Regions from separate parts of the Mus musculus genome. Here region 2 is linked to region 1. Evidence: chromatin contacts called from public HiChIP or PLAC-seq data. All regions are on one chromosome and are shown on one strand. Each heading gives the region's core, a stretch centred on a gene start, on an enhancer-like site or on the middle of the called end of the contact. The rest is flanking DNA. Distances are from core to core; before and after follow the strand shown.

The links. HiChIP or PLAC-seq counts read pairs in DNA pulled down with a chosen protein or histone mark.
Region 2: an H3K4me3 HiChIP or PLAC-seq map of intestinal villus epithelium shows a contact between it and region 1, with 11 times the contacts expected there. The contact joins the enhancer-like site here to the promoter of Cftr in region 1. A contact is called at or near these places in 9 of 39 promoter capture datasets (cranial neural crest, embryonic stem cells, epiblast stem cells and 4 more), 6 of 484 Hi-C or Micro-C datasets (cerebral cortex, embryonic stem cells, myeloid progenitors and 2 more), 3 of 115 datasets of contacts at active chromatin or transcription factors (intestinal villus epithelium, large pre-B cells and stem cell-derived neural progenitor cells) and 2 of 9 other capture datasets (adipose tissue and embryonic stem cells).

Annotation. Positions count from the first base shown.
Region 1 is chr6:18,167,368-18,173,284 of GRCm38.p6, forward strand. It overlaps Cftr (cystic fibrosis transmembrane conductance regulator), which reads left to right and starts at 3,320. Exons shown (of 27, transcript NM_021050.2): 1 at 3,320-3,509. The coding sequence starts at 3,457. RefSeq lists promoters at 2,335-3,471, 3,238-3,471 and silencers at 2,601-2,971, 3,521-3,761.
Region 2 is chr6:18,371,538-18,377,877 of GRCm38.p6, forward strand. It overlaps Cttnbp2 (cortactin binding protein 2), which reads right to left. Exons shown (of 23, transcript NM_080285.2): 21 at 4,400-4,532; 22 at 2,987-3,085. Among named protein-coding and RNA genes, the nearest start is that of Gm40356, 61 kb to the right of the region's middle. Within about 2 kb of position 1,469, at least 36 of the 459 cell types and tissues checked have an H3K27ac peak or open chromatin away from gene starts, as enhancers often do. A contact at or near this core is called in intestinal villus epithelium and uterus, where this site is marked.

The sequences.
Region 1 (5,917 bases), core at 2,070-4,569:
GGGAAGTTTTCTTCAATAATTTTGTTGAAGATGTTTGCTGGCCCTTTAAGTTGAAAATCTTCATTCTCATCCACTCCTATTATCCGTAGGTTTGGTCTTCTCATTGTGTCCTGGATTTCCTGGATATTTTGAGTTAGGATCTTTTTGCATTTTCCATTTTCTTTGATTGTTGTGCCGATGTTCTCTATGGAATCTTCTGCACCTGAGATTCTCTCTTCCATCTCTTGTATTCTGTTGCTGATGCTCAAATCTATGGTTCCAGATTTCTTTCCTAGGGTTTCTATCTCCAGTGTTGCCTCACTTTGAGTTTTCTTTATTGTTTCTACTTCCCTTTTTAGGTCTAGTATGGTTTTGTTCATTTCCATCACCTGTTTGTATGTTTTTTCCTCTTTTTCTGTAAGGACTTCTACCTGTTTGATTGTGTTTTCCTGTTTTTCTTTAAGGACTTGTAACTCTTTAGCAGTGTTCTCCTGTATTTCTTTAAGTGATTTATTAAAGTCCTTCTTGATGTCCTCTACCATCATCATGAGATATGCTTTTAAATCTAGGTCTAGGTTTTCGGGTGTGTTGGGGTGCCCTGGACTGGGCGAAGTGGGAGTACTGGGTTCTGATGATGGTGAGTGGTCTTGGTTCCTGTTAGTAGGATTCCTCCGTTTACCTTTCGCCATCTGGTAATCTCTGGAGTTAGTAGTTATAGTTGACTCTGTTTAGAGATTGTTCTTCTGGTGATTCTGTTACCGTCTCTCAGCAGACCTGGGAGACAGATTCTCTCCTCTGAGTTTCAGTGCTCAGAGCACTCTCTGCTGGCAAGCTCTCTTATAGGGAAGGTGCGCAGATATCTTGTATTTGGACCTCCTCCTGGCCGAAGAAGAAGGCCCAAAACAGGACCTTTCTCAGACACTGTGTTGCTTTGGCAGTTCCCAGAAGCTGTCAGCTTCTGTGGTGCAGACTCTCACCTGTGCAGACTAAAATCCTAAGTTCCAGGGAGTCCTGGAACCAAGATGGTGACCGCTGCTCCTGAGGCCGAGGCCGTCTCCCGAGCCAGGCGGACACCTGTCCTCTGGTCCGGATGGTGGCCGGTTATCTGCGGCCCGCCCAGGCTGCTGCCTCAGCGGCTCTGTGCTTCTGCCCGTTCCAGAAGCTGTCCGGTTCTCTGGCACACCCTCTAACCTGTTCAGACTAATTTCCTAAATTCTGCTGAGTCCCGGAACCAAGATGGCGACCGCTGCTGCTGAGGCTGAGGTCGCCTCCCAAGCCAGGCGGACACCTGTCCTCTGGTCCGGATGGTGGCCGGTTATCTGCGGCCCGCCCCGGCTGCTGCCTCAGCGGCTCTGTGCTTCCGCCCGTCCCAGAAGCTGTCCGGTTCTCTGGTGCACCCTCTAACCTGTTCAGACTAATTTCCTAGGTCCCGCGGAGTCCCGGAACCCAGATGGCGACCGCTGCTGCTGAGGCTGAGGTCGCCTCCCAAGCCAGGCGGACACCTGTCCTCTGGTCCGGATGGTGGCCGGTTGTCTGCGGCCCGCCCAGGCTGCTGCCTCAGCGGCTCTGTGCTTCTGCCCGTCCCAGAAGCTGTCAGGTTCTCTGGCGCACCCTCTAACCTGTTCAGACTAATTTCCTAAGTTCTGCTGAGTCCCGGAACCAAGATGGCGACAGATTTTGGTTTTTCAAGACGTAGTTTCTTTGTGTTGCCATGGTTGTCCTGGAATTTGCTCTGTAGACCAGACTGGCCTCGAACTCAGAGATCTGCTTGCCTATGACTCCTGAGTGTTGAGTTCTGGGATTGAAAATGTGCGTCACCACTGCCGGGATAGAAAGAACGTTCAATTTTCAATAAAGAAAAAAAAAATTCAACTCTATTTTAACTTGCTTTGGCAAAACAGGGTTTAGATATTTAAGTGTTGACTCTTTACAACCCAGCAGGGTTTTGTGTTGGACACACATTTCTCACACCAAAAACCTTGGAAGGAAGGTGCACAGCTTGGGAAACTTCCAAAGCCTCCAGGGAGCTAAAGACTCAGGTTTTTCTCTCTGTGAGCTTGAGTGACTAGGACACTTTTGCTTCAGTGACTCAGAGGCCCTTTTAGTGTCTCAGTCAAGATATTTTGCTTAGCAGACTAGGGAAAGGAAAGGAGGGTCATTTAGTTTAGACTGTCCACCTGTTGTTTTTTAGCACACACACATGAAATACCACACTGCACACTGAGCAGGGCCCGGAGGTAAAGGGCCCTCTTTGCTCTCTTTGTCCTTGAGGACTTTGGCTGTAATTATGACACAGCAGGGCATTGTGACATATATGTACGACACACATGTACCTCATAAGGGAAAGTAGTAGCTTCCCTTTCCTTGGTAGGACCTTTGCTGTAATTATGACATATCAGGGAATTGTGACATATGTGTATGACACACATATACCTCATAGGTATTTGTGCCACTATGGCTACTCTAGAGCCTTCAGTCAACAGAGCTTAGGTCTTGTCCAGCTCTTGAAGGGCTTACTGAGGTGGACACCTCAGAGTACTGTGGAACTTGCTGCTTCCTGAGTGTTCTTTGATACAAAAGAGCCACATTTTCATCTCCTTTTCAAAATGGATCTTGAAAAGTTATCTGTAACTAAGCCAGGAGCTAAGGAGACAGGAGAAAGAGGGAGTGAAAGAGAAGAAAAACGAGGAGAGAGGAGTGAAAGGGAAAGAGGAAGGGGAAGAAAAGAGGAAGAAAGAGAGGAAAGAGGAGAGCGAAATGAAGGAGAAAGAGATGAAGGTGGAGGAGGAAGAGGAAGAGATGAAGAGGAAAGAGATGAAGGCAGGGGAGGAATGGGAAGAAAAGAGAGAGGAACAGACGGGGGAGAAAGAGATAAAGGAGAAAGAGGAGAAGAGGAAGGGGGAGAGGACGAGGGAGAGGGAAAGGGAGAAGGAAGAGAAAGGTTCCAGGAAGCCAAGGAGATCAGTGAGTGGTCTTTATTTCCACGAAAAAAGGGTTCTAAGTCCCGCAGATTGGCCACGGTTTACCCGGGCCCAGGGTCGGGCCCGCAGTCTGAGCCGGTGTTGCTGTGGCTGCCTGAAGGTAGGCACGCGGGGGGATCTGGAGGGCGGGCGCTAAGGCCGAGGGCCAGGGAAAAGGTGGCGCCGGCGGGCGGGCGGGCGGGCGCGGGGCGCGCTGGAGGAAGGAGCGCAAGGAGCGCGCGGGGCGGGCGCGGGCGCGGGGCGTGGAGAGCAGCGACTGTGAGGCTGGGCTAGGCAGCGCTGGCTTTAACCTGGGCGGCGGAGGCGTGGGGAAGAAGGCTGAGGAAGGGGAGGTGTGTGGGACCCGAGTGGGTGGGGGGAATTGGAAGCAAATGACATCACCTCAGGTCTGAGTAAAAGGGACGAGCCAAAAGCATTGACCTGGTCCTGGATATCCAGATGTCGAGTCCAACCTGAATTTAGCCGAACACAGACCTCATTGCCTCACGGAGACATCATGCAGAAGTCGCCTTTGGAGAAAGCCAGCTTTATCTCCAAACTCTTCTTCAGGTGAGAGGGTACTCAGCGGATCTTTGCACGGACACATGTGCCTATGCAGGAGAAGGGAATGAATATGGGCAGACTTTGGGAAAACAGGAAGAGATTTTTGTTGTGTTTGTTTTGTTTTAAAAGGTGTGTTGTCATTCAGTGCTTTAAAGGAAATAAGCATTTTTGTACAATAAAATGAAGCTGATTGAATAGAGAACAAAATATACTTGCAACTGTGAATCAGACTTGCAACAGCCAAATATGCTACGGAGCAATAGATATATATTTTTTTAATTTCCTGAAAAAAGTTATACTTCATAAGTGTACTTAATAGAACATTCCTAAGATTGGTCTGTTATTTTCTCCAAGAAAAGCTGACCGCAAGTGCAGTGCCTGTGTAATAGGTGCTCTGAAAACATTTGTTGACTGAATTTTTTTAAAAGTCCAGGAATTATATTGTATTTACTTTTTGCCGTTGTAATATTGAGTAAGTCTAACATGCTCATCACAGTTACATTATTCTTTTTAAAAATGAGCAAGTCAGTTAAAATATCTAACTTTAAAAAGAAATAATATAAGCAATGCATTAAAAAAGTGAGTTACCATGGGGATATGAAACTAGAGTTTTAGCCACTGAAGCTATATTCAATTGACAATTAGGACATTGTTCTCTTATCCTACATTGTCAAAAAACCAAACCCTCAATCTAATAGGATTTTTAAATTAGAATTTAAGTTGGAAGACCTAGGCAAGAATTAAGCGCTTTGTATTTGAAGTGCTCCGTGGAGCTTCGTCTGCTCTGATCCTGTAGTGTGAATGAATGAAAAGAGCAGCGCTCATGGGTCCTCAGCTGACTCACCCCCCCCCCCCCACACACACACCAATGAGTCAGCACACTGAAGTATCATAAGTGTCGAATATGTTCTCAACCTGCCCTATGCTGTGGGTAGGGGGCAAGGCTCAGCCTTAGTCTTCCTGATGTTCCTTTTTCAGCCGGTCTAGAGCTCAAGGCTGAGGAAAGACAAGTGCTTCTGCAGGAGAGCTCCCCCCGGTGGTTGGGAGAGAAGGAAGGGCTTTCTTCTTTAGAATGAATATTTGTGGTGCCTTTTGTTACTTCATCTATAAATCTAGCTTATCGGTCTGGATCTATTTTCTTATTACTTACAAAATCAGAATGTCACTTGACATACATGTGAGGCTTTTATGAAAGCCTATTGAGGAACCTAAATGTCAATGTGTCTGTAAAGGCAAGTTTTCAGGAGAATGAATATCTCTTGTGTGGTTTTCCCACTAAGTAGTAAGAAACTTCAAAATTTTTCACTTATCAAAGTGTTTCAAAAATTTCCCGTTTTTATAACCCACCTAATAAATTGTAGTGTGCTTTACAAATGTTCTTAGGCTGATTTGGAAAGGAAATGTATTATAATGGCTGTGAAATTTGTTAAGAACATACTCATTTCTGCCCTCCAAATGATTTCATAATCAGTTGCTTTAAGAATAGGTGTGTTTTTAAGAGTTTAGTTCCTACTATTTATAGGAACTGACATTTAGCTAAGTACTAGTCAGTGATTATAAACTTCCTTCTGGACTTTAATTTTCAAAGAGTAAAACCCTTTTCTCCACTGGACTAGGCAGTGCCGCCTAGTGACCAGGGCAGTGGGCCCTGGATTCCCATGGCCTGGACTCAGGCTGCAGATCTACTGCTTAGTAGGCAAGCCCTTTGGTGTCTCTGCATGACTTCAGTGCTACAACTTGGAGTCTGTCAGTGTGACACATAATGTAATGGGTTAGTCTGTTGAGGAATATATGCTGTGCTTTGAGGACATGTTAGCTGCCCTTACTGTTGTTTACATGTTTACATTCCTCGAAGTGCTGGGATCCTCACTGTAAAGGACAGTGAGTTTATTTCTGCTGGGTGCACTTTTGTGACTATAGCCTGTATCTATGCCATTTGCTTGAGAAGTTAGCATAGGGGATAGATAGCCTCACGTAGCATGGGCTTGTTAGATACTTAGATGAAAGCCATGCTCTTACATCAGATCTCCTTCAGTGCCTTAGAATTTAACCTATCCCATCAAGCTTAGGGTTATAAAAGACTCCTAAAAGCTGACTTCTATGTGTCTACTATTATGGTCTTGGTTTTGGATTATATTAATTAACATTTTAATTATTTAGATTATGTTACTGAGAAACCAAAACAAGTTTAATAATAATTTAAGTACTTTTTATTTTTTTAAGTTTTCAGTAAGTAAAAAAATGGAAAGACATTGGAATTGGTCTAACACAGAAGATAATTTTACCATGAAAATTTCAAGTAATTTTTTTTACTTTCATGGAAAATAAATGCATTAACTTGAAGGTGTAATGATAACATTTATGAAATAAGTTGTTTCAAAACAAGTGGTGATATATTTATACAGAATTTATGA
Region 2 (6,340 bases), core at 219-2,718, 200 kb after region 1:
CCAGCTCTGTAGTGTATTATTTTTAATTCTGTCCTTTGATCTGTATCACAAAGACAAGCAGAATGACTACATAATTTACTAAAAATTCTAACAGCTAGAATATGTTTGGGGAGTCCAGCCTGAGTGAGATTCTGGAGTTATCAGGAGGGGCTAAGTACGTGGAAGCTGACTTGGGCTTAGTGTAGTCACAGAAATTCAAAGTCTGAGTATGCAAATCGGAAAACATGCTTACAGGGAGTGAAGGAATGATGTTCCCAGCACTCTGGCAGCCAAGCATCATTTTAGGGTATCTTTCCCAAAGATCCCCAAATAGGAGCCTTAAGGACTGTTTAAACCTTTTTGCCCTAAAGCTCCCAAGGTCTCAGTACAATCCTCTAACGAAAACTTTAATTTATTTTCATAAAGTTGTTTTAAGTATGTAGCCCAAACAAACCATTTTTAAATCTGAGCGAGCCCTTCGTGCAATATTAAGCATTTTCTCTAAGCTTCACAGTCAGCTATTGGATGGATCACAGGGCCTCTAATGGAGAAGCTAGAGAAAGTACCCAAGGAGCTAAAGGGAACTGCAATCCTATAGGTGGGACAACAATATGAACTAACCAGTACCCCGGAGCTCTTGTCTTTAGCTGCATATGTATCAAAAGATGGCCTAGTCGGCTATCACTGGAAAGAGAGGCCCATTGGGCTTGCAAACTTTATATGCCCCAGTACAGGGGAACGCCAGGGCCAAAAAGGGGGAGTGGGTGGGTAGGGGAGTGGGGGGGTGGGTATGGGGGACTTTTGGGATAGCATTTGAAATGTAAATGAGGAAGATACCTAATAAAAAATTTTAAAAAAAGATATGACGATCTCTCTTGATGCTAAAGGGAGAGACAGGTTGCTTCCAGCAGATAGGACTGTGTCAGGGGTGGGGTGTTAGAGGAGAAGGGAATGAAAAGTGGAGGTGGGGAGGATACAATTCACAAGTGGAAAAGTTAGATGAAAGAATAGCAGCCCCTGAAAATATATGTGGGAATAAAGAAGGCATGTAGAAAGTAAAAGACAAAAGCTATATCTTAGAGCACTGGATATCATGCCTGGCTACACATGAGATCAAGAGTCCTGTCTGTATCTTAGTCTAATTACACCAGAACATTTAGAGGGCAGAGTTCAGGAAGTGGAGATTTACCAAAAAGCTTGAAGTAGATGTCTCTGGTGACATTATGTCACCAGAGATGAAGATTAGTCTGAATTTACGTCATTTAGAAAATAGAAAAACATTTACAGTATTTGTCATTTATATTGATGATTTGCGTGTTTTGCTGTTTTGCTTAAGAAATAGTTACAGTCCTTCACTGTCAGAGAGTTACACAGGGCCAGGAGGAGCAGGTTCCTGACGGAGTATGCCTTCTGGCCATGAAGGAGAAAGTAATTTCAGTTAATCCAGAGTGCTCTCACCTCTGAAGGGAGTTATTTCCTGATAAGAGGAGAAACTGGGCGTGGAACCAAGAAATGCCAGGTGCGTTGTAAACAAGATAGAGAAGGAAGGACTCTGCCAGCTTCCAGACAGCTGGGGGATTCTGCCCTCTGCTGGCAGCTCCTGAGAAAAGCATCCTCTAGATGGGAACTGCCCCGAAGAAAGCAGGATGCGGCTCTCTTAAAACCCACAGCCACCTGCACAGAGTTCTTAAGAGGCCAGGCAAGATCAAGGACACCTCAAGCTCCCTTCTAAAACAAAGCTTCGTCTCTGCCCGTAGCTTGCATTATTTTCAGCCCCATATTTTTATGGATAATGGCTTGTAGTAGAAAAATAAGGTTTGTCTATCAGACATTTAAACAAAAAGCAACATTGTCTAACATTTTTTTTCAGTGTCAGAATTTGAACCCAAAGATTTATCTGTGCTAAGAAAGGACTGCACTCTACCACTGAGCCATTTCTATAGTGAACAGACAACAATATAGTCATATAAGAAATGACTTGGTACTAGGGGGAAATTGTTCAGTAGTGCTCATTATTCCATTTCTTGAGATGTTCTGGGCCTATTTCTCTATGCCATACAATGAATCCTAAAGAGTGGTTCTAGGGGACCAACCAAAGCTCAGAGAAACTGTCACACATGGACAGTGAATTAAGGACTTAAATATGGCAGAAAGACAAACTCTAAACAAAATATTTTCAAACCAAATGCTCCTGGCAGGCAGAGAGGTCTTTATAGCATGTTCTGTATCTTATTAGGGCCTTTAGCCCACTTCCTTCCTTTCAATACAGATACCACTAACCAGAACTAATGAACCACAGCAGCAGAAGCTGTGGACCCAGGACTGTAGGCTAACCAGCTAAAGATTAGTCATTTAATAGTTACACCATGCCCACTTTAAAACCTGCCCCACCTCTCCTTGCACACACAGGTCTTTGTGAGCCATTGTGGGGGTAGATGTGAACAGGAAGGGAAGGGGGACGCAATGGAGCTTATTGAACACAAACCATGTATTACTAAGTGCCTCTAGGTCCTGTACACCCTCACAAAGCAGTGGATGGGCAGGATTTTATCCAAGGTTCCTGTTCACCCAGAAGACCGAGTTGTTCTGTCCCTTATGGGAGCTAACACAATCCACAGAAACCTTGGCCCTTCTGTTTGCCTCTCTGACTTGATTTTTTGAAAGACGGTCTCTCACTAAAACTCTAAGAAAATGAGAGTTTGTAAGTGTCTAAGCTCTTTATGTTACCATTCAGCCTCTGCAGTATTTAACTCAAGATGCACCCAAGGCAAGAAATCTTAAGCTGTTTGTTAAACAGAAATGGAGACAAAGATTTTAAGATAGACACAACATTTAGAAATACAATATCAAACGGTAAGAAAAAGTCAGATCAGCATATTACCAGAACATTTTAAAATCTTAATTTGTACACTTTTTCCTATTTCTTCTCTCCGTGTAAATTACAGAGTTGAAAAGTCAGTTCCGCAACAAGCCCTTTGTCTCTCCTTTTGGAAAGAAAAACATTTACCTTCTGTGGCACTGGTGTCCTCAGGTTAAGAGGTGCTGAAGTCCCAGGGTTGGTTCTTGAACTATCAAACTTCCTCAAGTCATCCCTGGAATCAGCAATCTGAAAAGACACAAGCCACCAAGTCCATCCTCCAAGACACAAGCCACCAAGTCCATCCTCCACTGATGCACTGTGGCTCGCCTGAAACAGAGCCAAGCACCTCGACGGAGAAGCCACAGTAGGGCAGACACCCACTTCCCTAACTTGGAAAACTTCTAGAGAAGATGTCTCTAGACTGTCCTGCTCAAACGACATTTTTTAAACCAAAGACAAAAAGTCTATTAAAAAGGTATCTCTTATAGAAAGCAGAGGATTAAAAAAAAAAAAAAAGGAGAAGAATCTACTTGGCGAGTCAGGACAAAAAAAATTAGTATGTGAGTCATTATTTCATTTTTGCTGTAGATAAGGATTTTAGTTTATTTCCAGTAAGGTTGAATAAAGCAGCCACTTTTACTTTTCCTAGAGAGTTTAAGTGTTCATCTGAAATCGTTGAATCTGTCACTGGATCTACACTACATTATATCTTTGTTCCCTTTCAAGTAAAAGTTTTTATGGAGGAGGCTTGGACAAACGTACTGCAGACACAAGAGTGCCAAAACAGGTTCAACTTGATGCTATTAATGTTTTCCTTGAGATTTCAGGTAACTGGTTTCTCTATCTGGTTCTCAAGTTTCACAGCTTAAAGACCATGACAATACATATTATATGGGATCACCCTTTTCCTTATTTGTAAAGAATGTTGCTGCAACTCTGTCTATAACAGGTTCATAGATTCAGGATCTTCTATGAAGCTTGTATCTTACCTATATATAGCTTATGTACTAAAATTGGCGATGATAGTGTCTGAAAAACTCAAACTTAGGCTTTTGTATAAAGCTACTTACGGAGACAGACACTGGGTTCAAGGGTTGTCTAAGCTAACATAGTAGAGAGAATCTATATCAAAACATGAAGACGGGATGCAGCTCAGGGGTAGAACACTTGTCTAGCATGCAAACCCCAGGTTTTACCCCCCCCCATATCACACACACACACACACACACACACACACACACACACCTTCCCCAAATCAAAAGTCTGCTCAAATAGATATGCTGGCTTGATTTGTGCTGATACAATTAATACACAATTTTAAGTTCAGGTGTTTCAGAGAACAGCAAAGCCCCTATTACTATCCAATGGCTTGGGAGAAATGAATCCAAGCAAAGCTTTCTGAGCAAAGCAAAGGATGACTCGATCTATAGCATCAACAATGATACCTGATAAGACACTTCATTTAGAGGATGAATTTTAGGATGTGGCTCCCAGCATCCTGTTGTAAAGTCACATCTCTACTGGACAGAGCCAATGACCGTGCACCTGGGGAATGCTTACCTTACTTATATCAGACTCAGATTTGCTGGAACACATACTCTGGAGTTCTTTGACCAGATCTGCTTCATCATCTGAACCCAAAGAGAGTCTGTGGTCCAAAGTCAATGTCACAGATAGATCATTCTCTAAGGACCTAATACAAAGGCCAGAGGAGAGTTTTTCAAAAATGGGAACAAACCAGTTATCAAATAGAGAACTCTAGACACTCTACCTTCTGAACTTTGAGATGAAGAAGAGTTTCCAATATCCTCCCAAGTAACTCATAAAGTCATCCAGTGCAACAACAGCCCTATACCAAGAGATGTGAATACTAAGTGGTATTCTCAAGATGTCATTAACTTCCAGCCAAGAAACTCTTAGTAGGATAACAGTTCTTTTTTTCACAAAGAAAGCTATGTAGGTGTAGACTATTTCCAATCTCCTTTCTTTCTCCCTTTTCTCTATCACTTAGGTCTGACAAAGTGAAGTTCAACCCATAGAGGTTTGCCAATATGCCTGTCCAAACGCTGAACAAGGATGACAGCAGTGAGCATGCCAGCATGGACAGGGAAGAGCCCACAAGGCCTGAGTCCTACACAAAGAATCCTGGCACTCAATGAAAGCTGAATGAGGGAGAAGTAGTTTTCTCCAGGGAAGAGCAGTACCAATGTAAAACATACATAAGAATACATACACATAGCGATACATACATACATACATACAATAACATTATACAGTCCGAGCAGGTTATAGTTAAGAATCCTAAAGAAAAGAGAGAACAGGATGGAAAGGAGAGTGGCAGGATTTAGAGCAGTGGTTATTAACCTTCCTAAGGCTGTGACCTTTGAATAGGATCCCTCATGCTGTGGGTGATCCACAATTATGAAATTATTTTGTTACCACTTCAGAACTGTATCTTCTGACTGTTATTGATCATCATGTAAATATCTGATATGCTGGATATCTGATACGTAACCCCAAAGGTTGAAAACCATTGGTTTACAAGGAGAGAAGGGAGAAATGTAAATGTATCCAAAAATTATAAAAAAAAATTTTAAAGTAATGAGCAGGGGGCTTGCGGGCTGGGGTGGGGAGAGGAGCGTGTGTCAGTGTAATACACTGGAATGAAAATTCATAATAAACTTGAGTTGGCCATGCTAAGACTAGCCTAATTATTTTTCTCTTAGCAGTACAGGCTTCCAAGTACTCTCAATTGAAAAAGAAACTTAGAATGACTTCTTAGGGTTGGGGGCGGGGGGAGCTTACTCAAGCTTTGGTATGTGATGGTCTTAATGGAAAGTCACATAAAATGCAATCTCATTTACCTCTCTCTGTAACACTATAATCAGGGTACATGGTGTGCATTTTATTTGCAAACTATCCAAATATTTCTATCCTATAATTAGCGACATGTTTCTTTATAGTCCAAAATACTTGTAGCTAAAATAATCAATAGTACTATAAGGGGAATATACCTAAGATGATCACTATAAACACAGTACTTATAGGTAAATAAGCAATGCTGTTCAGTAAATCTAGTGTTAAAAAAAGCTATCGATGGATTGCCTAAGTCAATGGTTTACAACCTTCCCACTGCTATGACACTTGAATATAGTTCTTTCTATTGTAGTGACTTCAACCATAAAATTACTTTCATTGCTACTTCATAACTGTAATTTTGCAATATATGAATTGTAATATAAGTTTCTGACATGAAAGATGGTCTTAGGCAAGCCCATGAAGTTAGCCTACAAAAGGGGTCGCGGCCCACAGGTTGAGAACCACTGGTCTAAATGTTCACAAATGTAAGCCTTCTTACAGAATTGTTAAATGAAAAAGTTCGATTAAAAAGTGAATCCCAGCACTCGGGAGGCAGAGGCAGAGGCAGGTGGATTTCTGAGTTCAAGGCCAGCCTGGTCTACAAAGTGAGCTCCAGGACAGCCAGGGCTATACAGAGAAACC